Regions from separate parts of the Xenopus tropicalis genome. Here region 1 is linked to region 2. A link is a contact called in public Hi-C data. All regions are on one chromosome and are shown on one strand. The core of a region is the stretch at or near the end of the contact, and the rest is flanking DNA. Distances in the headings are between cores, read along the strand shown. Region 1 holds the start of lhx5 (LIM homeobox 5). Region 2 holds the start of tbx3 (T-box 3).

Region 1 (6,670 bases), core at 61-2,560, 370 kb after region 2:
AGATTTTGTATGTGAATAGGACAGTAGGAGGGAATTCCCTGTAGGACTCCCTAACCACCCCAAACACCAAGGTAAATAAACTTAGCATTAAGCAAACAATTAATACACTGCCCTTTCATAGAACTTCATTATGATGCTGTTTTCTCCACCCAGTTAACCTCTCTATAACTGAATCTGCATGTGAAACACCTAGCTCGTTAGCACTGCAGGGGTTAAACGGGTTTGCCTGTTTCTCAGTACAGCTAGCACACTTACTGATACAAAGTGTCACATACGACTCATAAGTGGCAAACAGAATAATACTGGGGTTATTTTAAGGGATGGGTCTGGCACTGTATATATGAAAGATTAGGAAACGGCATAATTATACTAATTACGCTTTGTTTACATTTGAAAGGGGAACTCAGGCTATTCAGAAAATAACTCATTTCTGATCTATTAACTCCATATGGCACTGCTGCAAGCCAAACAAACTGCTAAATAGTAAATAGAAGATGCATACAGTATAATGTAACAGATCGTTGCTGCTCTCAGAGCCTTGGGCACGAATTGTTTGCGTGGAATGCTGACAAACTGTACATACGAGACCCCAGTCACACCAGCAAGAAAGAGAAACACATGGCTGGCAAGATCTTAAAGTAAATGAAATATAAAAGCGGTTTCTATGAAGTGCACAAATAAGGTCTGGCTGTACACATACTAATGCGCGGCCAGATTTGCCCAGGGCAGATAGATAGGGTTAGGAACTGCTAATGCTCCTGCTCTGCATGACAAAGCTGAGTAGCGCTTGGGAGAAAAGGTAAGAGCGCTGCTTCTGTACAAATGCATAGAGCACCCCTGGGTGAGGGGGCATTGCATTGCTTTAGGGTAACTCCCTTTTCAAGCTAGTGGAAAGCCCCTGCACGTTATGGAAAGGCTTATGTAGGTTTCCACAACAGAGCCTAAAGAGATGCTAAGAGGGAAGCTTTTGTCCTTTTAACGTGCTGCATGTTGGCACTGTTGCATAGGCACTCCTCCTCTTATAAAATGCTGAGCAAAACAGCCTAAATATTATTTCTAAGCATTCGGATCCTCAAGGAGAAATACCCTCTACTTTGTAACCAGAATGAACTCCTAGCAGCATCTCTCCTCCAAGCCTTCACCGTGCCAAGGACCATTCTCCAGCCAATATAGATGTGCTATAAATTAACTGGTAACCATGGTTACTGCGTGCTGATTGGCAGATCGCTTGCCGACGTTCCCTGGGACGTCACAAAATCTGAATAAGGATGCGCGAATTGCCAAGCTTGGCACTCAGAGCCGATTATGGGGCACAGAGGTGGAACGGGAGAAAGTGACATCTAGGATACTGAAGTAGGACACCCTAGCAGCCTGGCTGTGGGAGCACCGGAACGCGGAGTATGAGGGAATAAAAGACAATACTGGCCACCTGTCATCTGAGCATTGCCACAGAGACAACATCGGTGAACACCAAGCGCCCCCAAGACTGTGCCAGAGATTCCTGCCAAAGGGCCCACTGGGACTAAACTAACACTTGGAGGGTGTGGGTCAGGGTCTATGAGGATTTCACTGGAGTGGGCTTCTGCTGCTAATACTAGCTTCAACTATGATGGTCCATTGCGCTGGGTGTGAGAGGCCCATCCTGGACCGATTTCTACTCAATGTCCTGGACAGAGCCTGGCACGTCAAATGTGTGCAATGCTGTGAGTGTAAATGCAACCTGACCGAAAAATGCTTCTCCAGGGAGGGCAAGCTCTACTGCAAAACAGACTTCTTCAGGTAAGGAGTTGGCATGGCCTGGTGCCTTGCTTGGTGTCCTAACCGCCACCTGGGAATGAGTGGGGCACCATTCAGGGAAAATGTTATGGCTTAGGCTGACCTTTTTTTATTTATTGCGCCTACCCTACCAGTGCGACTGCTTGGGCACAGAGCATTTCGATATTACATGCAAAATATTTTCTATATGGGGAACATGGGTGCATATAGGTTTCAAGTTATTTTGTATGTATGTAGAAACTTATTCGTAAAGCGCTACAATGATAGGCAGCGCTGTACAATTATACAAGGTAAAAAAGTACAAACAAAGATCAATAAATAAAGAATAAATATAAGGATGTGGTAAGAGACACAGTAGGAAGGAGGTGCCTGTCCCTTTTAGATCCTAAAATCTTTTATTCAACCTATTTTAGTATAAATAATAATTCCTGAGTGCAACTGTCCTTTTCTCTCCTATACTTATATATATCTTTTCAATTGGTAGTAAAAGTAAATAGGGTAGATACAACTATACGAAAGCTTGTAGGAACCTTAATACAGGGGACATATCAAGAACACTATTACATTTGTAGATTTGAGTATTGAGAAGCCTAATCACAGAGGCTGGTCTGGTGTTGCCTGTGCATATTTGGAAAATATATGATACTTTTTTCAGGAAATAACACATGATGGGCAGCGAAACACAAGGCTGTTCTGGATTAGTTGTCAGTTTAATATAAGCAGTTGCTGAAAATCCCCTATGTTTTATTGGGCCGGGACCCTCGGGTCACATTGGTTCTTTTAACACCTTATAATAAGTAACGGATCCAAACATTTCAGTACATGAGCACTATTATTATAAAAGTAAAGAAAGGTTTAAATGAATCAACAAAGCAATCCGACAGGCTACTGTACTCTGGCTATTGTGTAAATAAGGAACAGATTTGGACAATGAGCCCCACCAGATACTGTGGGCCAGATTCCCACCTAAGAGTGATTACAATTATCCTTTCTCTATCTAAAAGAAGATAAAATCTATCTGATATACAAACTAGCAGCTCACTAAACATTTTGGATATTAACATCGTTTGGGATCAATTATCGTTTTCACTAAGTTTAAACCAAACTTTTAATCAATATTAACATCATATATTAAGGTCAGGGGGACAAAGTATAAAACTCAGACATGTATACCTGTATGTGTATGTAGGCAATGGAAAATGAGTGTTATTAGCTCCTTCATGATAAAATAACGTTTTCAATGTTCTGACTTTTAGCTACCCATAATGCATTGTTTTCACCCACAATGCATTTAGTTACCTGTTCTTTTATTTCCAGTGATGCTAAGGCTTCTTTATTCATTGGATATGTCAAACAATCCGTTCATTAATAAAATGTATCAGAAACCTTATTGAAACACACAATATAAAGGATACATAACGGTTTGGAAGATATTGAGCTTCAGTAAATAGAGGCCCGTGTATATTTTACTTCTTTGTGTATTTGGAGATGCCCCAATGTACTATATAGCTCATGTGAAGTTGCTTCATTATCAGCTTCTAATTTATATTACTGCAGCTCAAAAAGAGAATACCATCAAGCTTAGGCAATATACGGTTCTTTTACTCTGAACAAATACAAGCATCTGTGTAATTTCTCCAGCTTCTAAAAAAATCTTTTATTCATTTTATAGAATATCCGAATTGTTAAACTGTATATCTTACTTATCTTACTATAAATATATAATGCTACTTTTACAGTGAATACAGAAAAACCATATTCTCAGTGCACATCAGTGCCATTTACACATTAACTGAAGAGTCCCCAGGCATAGAACAATGGGGTATCCATATTAAAATAGAGCGACAATGTTCCATTTGTCAGAGCCCCTGATTGCAGAGGAGTTCCCAGTAAAAACAGGGACTGGGGCATTGGTTTCCATTAAGCAGAAGGCTTTTGTCATGTTAAACCCGAAATTCTACTTGCTTACATAGGTTATTGTTCCAAATCTCTTCATGTAAATAAGACAGTTTAGTTCTTTTTTTATGCAACGAATTATATTTGTTTTTTGGCTGATGGGCTCAGTGAATGTTTTGTTTTTTTGCAAGTCGGGCAGTGATAAGGTTAATAATGCGATCTCACATAAAAATGTCCTTAATGTAACTTTACGGTCCATGAATAGCCCCTCCCAAGTAATGTGCAAACTCTTTAGGAGCATTTAATGATTTTTGATAAGGTGCAGGTGAGCTAATTATTTTCTTGGATAAGGCAGGCATGACTTATGACCTCTAATACAGTCACTAAATCAAAGTCACTGGATGCATGGCGTGAACATCCACAATGAAAGGTTTGGCCATAAAACCCTGCCCAGACTGAGAAACAAATAAGAACAATGTCTATTCACTGGGTTTTATGTTGTATTTATTGCGTTTCAAAACAATTCCTTGCTCTAAAACATAACCATATATATGTTTGCACACACACATTCTCCCTCACATTGTGTTTTTGATAGTTTAAAATATGTAAACCTTGTATTATAAAAAACAAACATCACTATTACAATCACATCTAAATATTTATATCTTCGCTAGCAGTAAAATTATAAATATATTTTTATCATTGTGTTTGCTCATACCATTGTGTATAGGCGCACTACACCCCATGTAGCATTTTGCAGATTAAATAAACCATATTTAATAACCAATTTTGCCGTTTCGGACCTATTTTTAAGATTCTCATTCTTCCTAAATAGAAAAGCATTTTTTTGATACAAAAATTCTTCAAGCGTTTGTTTTATCCAAACAGGATATATGGTTTGTGGATACCAAGGTATGATTTGTGCACCAATAAATTGTGCCCGACGCATATCGGGAGACATTTCAGCAGGTCCTGCCGCTTCGCTTTGCAGAATCACTAAATAGAATTCACAAGGAACATTAATCTACTGTTTTTCTTCAAATGAAGCTTCTGATTTAATAGATTTCTTTTCCTTATCAACTCCCCACTGATCTGTCAAAAAACAGCCCCATGCACCTTTTATGGTTAGAGCTTGAAAACAGGAACAGTTCGCACTTAAAAAAAACGAGTTTTATAAAATCACATTTAAAAAAACCCCAATAAGTTCAGAAAGTACAGTGCAAGTGCAATTGTGGCAAATTAGCTCATTAGCGTATCTAGGTTTTAAAATAATTCGTTTTCTTTAGTGGAATTGTTTAAAAGTGAAAGGTACAATTCAAACGATATAGGTGTAAAATTGTGGGTAATAAAATATCCATCGGAATGTTATGGATAATATTACTCATTTTTACATTTGTAAAGAAAAGAATCTATAATGTAGATAATGTAGATATTACATTATTGCTAATGCGCAAAGGATAGAAATGTGTAATCTGCTTGTCCCCGGTAGTTCTCTTGCAGGGTATGTATGCAATTATGTATAGCCTTCATAATTTACAATTTGTGTCACTTTGTAGGGTTAAGGATTTTAATTTCCAGAGGCACGCAGACCTGTACTAATACAGTTTCTGTGAGAAGTAACAGAAAGGGAAGGGGACAACATTCTGTTGATATTGAAAAGGTGCATCCTTGCTTTTGCAGTCCCAACTGAGGCAGCACCGAAAGTACTCTTACTTCCTAAGCACTGAAGCATGTTAGAGGTTGGGTTACCCTTCATAAATCTTGTGTGTCACTGTGGGGTGCGCCAGGTAATTAGCGAGTACTGCTAAATTCACTGATTGTTCTGTGTACACGGACCTTCTATACACAGAAGACAGCATCCTAAATAGAAAAACCCAACAGTACTACTACATTCATTCTCTAACGCTTGCTTTTGTTGTGTAGTAATTTGATTGACAAACGCACCTCGAAAATTTGCCAATGTAGGGCACCAGAAGTCCTTATGTTTTCCATAAATTGAGGACAATCGTCCCTTTTTAACACTGACGATTTTATATTTATTTTTTCTTTGCGCAGGAGATTTGGTACAAAATGTGCAGGATGCTCCCTGGGAATCTCTCCAAGTGACTTGGTCAGGAAAGCGAGGAATAAAGTGTTTCACCTGAACTGTTTCACCTGCATGGTGTGCAATAAGCAGCTCTCAACAGGCGAGGAATTATACATCATAGATGAAAACAAATTTGTCTGCAAAGAGGATTATGCCAGTGCCAGCAGCCTGAAGGAAAGCAGCCTCAACTCAGGTGAGTGCAGACTGGCAATCACTCACACTCTCAGCAGCAGTAGCATCATAACATGGCTCTATGACAGGTATGATGTAACAAATGCTGCCATTCTCATGCTCTCTGGTTATGAGAAAAAAATCAAATAAAACTTTCCTTTGAATTTAATGAGGGCACAGACTTAGTTTATTTTAGGTAAGTTAATTCAGTTGACATCAGAATGAAAGACACTGTACCACTAAACTAACAATACATGTTACTGTGCATATACGAACTGTTGTATATTGTTTTTTAAACATTCAGCTCAGTTTTTCTACCCTATGATCTCATAACGAATAACGCCAATAGTACCCCAACGTGATGCTCCTCTCTCCCTAGTACTGGCCTGTGCTGTTTCCTACTCAGTTCCAACATTTTCACATGGACCCTTAAATAGAGATCAGGAGGATTAGCTAATCTCACACAGATCCCTGGGACATGCAAACACCCCAGTCATCCTGCCATGCCATCTAACCAGACTGTGGGCGGGGCTAGTAGCAGTAGCCTGAGAATTAGTTAAGGTGCCAGACACACCTGCTCTCATTGGCCAACCAAACCTAATACTATTGAGAGAATGATTAACCCATGTTTAGAAATTGTGTATATGCGTCTAAACAAACTAAATCCCATTCCCTTCAACCTAAGATTGTTCCCTGTGTTTTAGTTAATCCACTATTGTTGTAAGGGCAGCTAGGACTCAC
Region 2 (6,327 bases), core at 1,618-4,117:
ATCAGGATAATTGCTGGAGGGAATTAATACTAAGTGAATGTTAGAACCTTAATGTATGTGCGGTTGTGGCCCATGAATGAGTGGCTACATCCCATGTTACTGTGAGTGGCCCTGTACAGTATACTTATGTGCTGAGTACACTAACAGCAACATGCAGCCAAGGAGACAGCTGGCAGGTCAGTCTATTGGTTACTCTTACTTTATATGTCGGACTGGGCCTGTCAGTCCCCCAGCCCTCACCCCCCCCCCCTCCGTCCCCTAACACAAACACAATCAGTCTGTGTGTTTATTCACGCTGTGCAAATCCAGCTTGCACTAACATTAGGGATGCACAGCCAGAGGCACCGGCTGGGACACACTTCTAGGGGAGCCCTGCTATATACACATACTGCAATAGAGCTTCCAATGAGAAAACATTCGCAGTTTAGCACTACTTCACTCTCAGTAAATGTAATTACAGGTCTATTCAATGGCCACTAGGTCTGGGGTGGATGTCGGGAAATGTAGTTTTGGGGTGAAGCAAATAACACCGCATGCCTGCCCTTGATTTATTATGTGCTGTGGGCAATAGCTAATTTGATAGGAAGTTTTGTGCGCCTAATTATTTCTTTAAATAATCAAGAGCTTTGGAAAAGAGACTCACTGGTGCCAGAAAACAACCAGTCTATCAACCAACTATCTGTATTTCTATATCTATCTATCTATCTATCTATCTATCATCTATCTTCCAACTGTCTGTATATCTCTAGTTAACAGCTTCTTTTTTACCATTCAGCACTTTATTTTATATCTTCTTTTTTATCAATCAATCCAAGCATCTATTTTCTATAAGACTAGCACCTATCCATCTAGCTGTCTGTCTATCTATCTCTCTATCTGTATTTCATTGCTTATGTCTACCATTAATATATTTTCTCCCGCCTTTCTCTGTATCTGTCTTAATATATCTCGTTACAGTTGTTTCTATCTTTTATCTATCTATCTATCTATCTATATTTCTATCTAATCTATCGATAGAATAACTGTTCTTCTATACAGAGAAGGGAAGAATGTGCCCCTTCATCTCCCACCGCCTTGATCCCAGTTTCAGAGAGCGATCCCCCTCCCTTACAATATATCCTGGTGAATGAGAGTGATCCGAGACTCAGGCCACTAAACAGACTTGACCAGTCTGGCGCCGAATGCTCTTAAGTATGTGAGTGAAAAATGCGCTGTTGGGAGGGCTAATCACTTCAGATGTTCCGCTCCTATCTCAGTGCATTTAGCTCACAATGCTGCGCCTTCCTCCAGCCACTAACAATCTGCTTCCCCATCTCCCCTCGCCTTAACCCTTTCAGCTCACTGGCTTCGCGGGGCCCAGGCACAAATCTTAAGGGGAAAGTTTTGCTTTGTACGCGTCCTTAACATATGGGAATTGAAAAATGATTTTTACTTTATAAACGGGATGTGTTAACTAACAGCTAAGCATTCACCCAGGCATATATATATATATATTGGGCTGGGCCCCTGGTCTCAACAGATCTACCCCCCCCCCCCCCAATTGACTGGGGAATACAGGCAGCAACAGAGCCAGTGAGTGGACATTTCACGGGTTGTCTTACAAATGATGTCTTGATTGCCGGACAGATAGGCTTGGGGGCAGAGAAAGGCTACAGGGCTGGCAATCTGTGCATGTGATCCCAGGGTGAGATATCACACGGAATTAGTGCAAAGGAGAAACACTGATGTCTGGGAGATTAGAGGCTTTATCCCAGCAAATTACACTTTCTCCCCAGCCTGGCTGGGGGGGGGGGTAGTTTTGCTCTGGGAAAAAATAATAGAGACAGTAGGAATGTACCTCAGTATCGCACACTGACGCAATGTAAAACGCTGTATTTTATACAGAGCAGTCTGGCCGATGTGATTATACACTACTCAACCGGTCCAGTGACCATCACTAGCGCAAATGTAGCCAATTTAAAATCTATATAACTCCATCATTTTATGGTAGGATTTTATGGATTAAGTGATCAGACTCCTAAAGACCGATAGTTTTAGGTCAGTAACAGAATGGCACAGGATTCCCACCTACATTTAATTAACACCGATATATTTATAGACAAATATGTAGGGGATCGGGAGTGACTAGTACAGAGCCAATTTCGGTAGCAAGCGCTGGCATGAGCGCAGGGTATGCGGGCGGTTGCGCTCCCCGGGCAATCAGTGCGCCGCTTCCCACAGGGATGGGTTGGATGATGGGAATGTTCTTGGGTCTCGGTCCAACCCACACATGCCCCGAGCCGCTCGCACTTATCCTTCCGGCCATTGTGACGGGGCAAGGCGATGAAATGGGAGTCCCACTGAGAGGCTGATGATAAGTCGGGGCTGGAGTTGGCCGCAGAGGCTGCGCAAGCAGCGCCAGAGCTGTAGATGGAGGGTGAGGGAAAAGCCTCAGTGCACACGCACAGCCCTCCCCCTCCCCCTGGGTGCATGTGTTTTCTCTCCCTTTCCTAGCAAGCCACCTAGAGGTAAGTGCCTTTCCCTGCCAGGCAGGCAGCGGCTGAATAGCTGGCTGTGTTCTTCCAGCCCCCGCTACACCTTCCTGCCGTGTCCCCTCCCATCTGATCATGTTGACATATTCACACGGCATTATGTAGTAGTGATGCTTTGCTGCAACGCTACAGCTTCCGACACCTTCTTTTTATAACTCAGCCCTGTCCCCATCCAGTAGACCTGTCAAAACCCCGCCTATGGAGCCACACAATTGGTCCGAAAGCGTCAAAGGGCCAATCAAGTAGGTCTGGGCTCCTCGCATTGCCACAACACATCCCTGGGATATGGTGTAAGGAGAGGCTCCATTCACACACAGGATACTTGAAGCGGGGACTGTCTCTTTCCTCTGTCTTTTCTCTCCCACCCTCTCCTCTTCCTCTGTAACCCCATCTCCCTCTTTCTGCTCTCTCTTCTGACACTGGCACATTCTCCGGGAAGGGAGGCTGCTATTTATTAAAAAAAAGGAGGACAAAGGGAAGCAATCCATTTGGGGGAACAGCGGAAGCACCAGAGTGCAGTACAAAATAGACATCTGCATCTTCACTCTTAATCCTTACCTGGAGCTGTGACAGCCGCTGGGGCTGCCGGAGAAGTTGCTGCTTGCCCAGAGAACACGGACTGCCCCAGTCTCTCCGATCGCCGCACAAGTGAAACTCTCGCAGGAGGATAGCTGAGCGGGGAATTGCATTTCTTCCTCTCTCTATTCGAATTAAAGCCTGAGAATAACCCGGCAGTCTCTTGTGTCAATGCTGGGTTTTGCCACATTAATGTGCCCGTGAAGATCCCTCACACTGGACTGAGCCCCGAGCTGTGAGATCCAAAGGGTGCAAGTGAATGAATTTACCCATGAGAGATCCAGTGATTTCAGGGTCAGCCATGGCTTACCATCCATTCCTATCCCACAGGGCACCAGACTTTGCAATGAGTGCTGTTCTTGGACACCAACCTCCCTTTTTTCCAGCTCTGGCTCTGCCACCCAATGGGGCTGCTCTTTCCCTTCCTGGTGCCCTGGCCAAGCCCATCATGGATCAATTAGTGGGTGCCGCAGAGACTGGCATCCCCTTTTCATCTTTGGGTCACCAGGCAGCTGCTCATTTGAGGCCTCTTAAAACCCTTGAACCAGAAGAAGAAGTTGAAGACGATCCAAAAGTCCACCTGGAAGGCAAGGATCTCTGGGAACAGTTCCACAAAAGGGGGACAGAGATGGTCATCACAAAATCTGGGAGGTGAGTCTCAGCCTTTGTCTTCATTATACATTAGAACTGGTTTTAAACTCACCTAGAGACTTGGCCATGGGGCCCCCCTGTACAGAAGTGCACTATCCTCTGCCACTATCATTGCACAGATCTGCAGATTCCTGTGCCATTTCCAATTCACCTGGCACTCCTTATTTCCTTACTCTGCAGTAACTGCAATGCTTGTATGTATCATCATGCGTGTGTTTCTACTTGTTTGTATGTAAATCTGTGTTGGGGAATATGTTTGTCAGATCGACAAAAAAAAACAAAACAAAAAAACACCTTTAACCCCAAGACTAAAATACAGCAGAACATTTTGGGGTTATAAACACAAGTTAAAACTTTTCGGCGCACAAATATCAATGGTAAAAGAACACAAATACAATGTATTTTAGAAGTGACATATAATCGTCACTTTTCTTCTGACATTTAGTAAACGAATGATTTTATTCCAACTCGTTTATCTCCTTTCCAGCAGTATAAAGGTTTATTGCTGCAATTGTATTTACTATATTTAGGCCCTGAGTGCGGCGTCTCCCACTCCCTCCTGTCTGTTAGCTGCGGTCAAAGTTTTGCACCAAAGGTTGGAAGAATTCTGTCTCTTTATTACATATATTTCCTGAAATGCTGAACATATCTCGGCAGCTTATAACAGATACAAAATAACTTTATGGCATGTTATACTGGCGATTTCAAGAAGTCAGCTTCTTATCACTGGTGTTAAATGCCTTGTGGTTATATCTCTGTGGCGTATTGTAAATGTGTGTATACACGCACAGTCACAGTATATGGATAGTATACGGATAATTCAAAAAAGACGGTCAAACCATACTGCCAGCAATCTGCATTTTTGATAGCAGGTATATAAAAGGCCTCAAATTTACTACTCTACACACAAACACAAAAACTTCACCTGGTTAGAGTGCAGTTTACTACAAGCAGAAAAATAAAATGTGGCAATTCCGATGAAAACCTCATTCTGTAGTGATCAGTAATGAATAAAATAGATTAGGCCCATCTGAACTCACAGCAATGCAAACATTCCCACACACACAATAAACAAACAAAAATAAGAATGTATATAGGTAAATGAATCCAGAGGAAGGGAAGGCTCCCCAAACCCTGGGAATCCAAGAGCCATACAAGCACGGCGTCCAACTGGAGTTTTTCTTGAATGAAAACTAGATTATCTATGACTTGGGCAACTCTTTGGGCCTGTAAATTGCACTTTTGGTTATATTTATGGAGGAGTGTATATTTTGTATAAAAAAGCTCTAGTGTTGACTTTGGAATTGAAAAAGTATATATATATATTGTTTTGTGTAGGAGGATGTTTCCCCCATTTAAAGTGAGGTGCTCTGGTCTGGACAAGAAAGCCAAATACATTCTGCTGATGGACATTGTGGCTGCAGATGACTGCAGGTACAAGTTCCATAACTCCCGATGGATGGTGGCTGGAAAGGCCGACCCCGAAATGCCCAAACGAATGTACATCCACCCAGACAGCCCGGCCACTGGGGAGCAATGGATGTCCAAAGTAGTGACTTTTCATAAACTCAAACTGACCAATAATATCTCGGATAAACATGGATTTGTAAGTATCTTTATCAGTATTTATTTTCTCTCATCTTAACGTATGTGTTTTTGCTGTGTGTCACTTATAGTGAAATGTACCGTTTTTAAATCAGTTTAGGAAAAATCACATTTGTTGTAGACTAAGCAGCATCTGTGTAAATAATATTCATTATTAATACTGTAACTTTGAGATGCAGTTTATTTGTGCAAGTCTGTAGTTTTAGGAAAGTCTGTAAATGTATAAAACAAATAACAAGGTTAATCACAACTGCACAAGTCTAAATTTGTAATGTAAATGTGTGTGCTCCTTGTAGTTTATATAGTGTGCATCTTATATAAGATATTTTCCTTCAGGTTGGATAAAAAAAAATAATGCAATGCCCACTCCACACAAATTGATGGCCCTCTTAATGTGGTTGATGAAAGGAGTTGACTAATTAGATAAAATAGGCATGCTGATTAGGGAGGATAGAACTAATAAGTGATACCAGATTTTCTGTTCTCTAGTTGGGACCTGAGGGTTTGTGTGCTTGTATCTTTCACTTGCCTATGTTTTCATTTCTTATTGTACAGCTATATAACCCTATGGAAATATTACAAACTTTAACCCTGTGTTGCAGAAGGGAATATTTCATGCACTGACTTGCCAGTCTCTCTCCTCTAATAAATACACTAACACTGTGTGGAATTGTTCTCTTTGTTAATGTCTGCTGTGAAGCCTAAAACAATCAAATAGATGTGTTGTCTGTCAGTACAATCATTTTATTTGTGTGCACTGTAGAAAACAACGGGTTATTTTATATTTTGTCCTGTTTTCCTTGCAGACTATTTTAAACTCCATGCACAAATACCAACCCAGGTTCCACATAGTGCGAGCTAATGACATTCTGAAATTACCCTACAGCACATTCAGAACTTATGTGTTTCCTGAGACAGAATTCATTGCAGTGACTGCATACCAGAATGATAAGGTAAGAAGCTT

Evidence for each region. A called contact is a pair of places that touch in the nucleus more often than the background predicts.
Region 1: a Hi-C map of gastrula embryo shows a contact between it and region 2, with 2.2 times the contacts expected there. The contact joins the promoter of lhx5 here to the promoter of tbx3 in region 2. A contact is called at or near these places in 2 of 5 Hi-C or Micro-C datasets (brain and gastrula embryo).

The regions. Positions count from the first base shown.
Region 1 is chr1:146,144,013-146,150,682 of UCB_Xtro_10.0, forward strand. lhx5 (LIM homeobox 5) reads left to right here and starts at 1,311. Exons shown (of 5, transcript NM_001016082.2): 1 at 1,311-1,779; 2 at 5,728-5,951. The coding sequence starts at 1,607.
Region 2 is chr1:145,772,374-145,778,700 of UCB_Xtro_10.0, forward strand. tbx3 (T-box 3) reads left to right here and starts at 2,868. Exons shown (of 7, transcript NM_001032353.1): 1 at 2,868-3,758; 2 at 5,097-5,364; 3 at 6,170-6,316. The coding sequence starts at 3,367.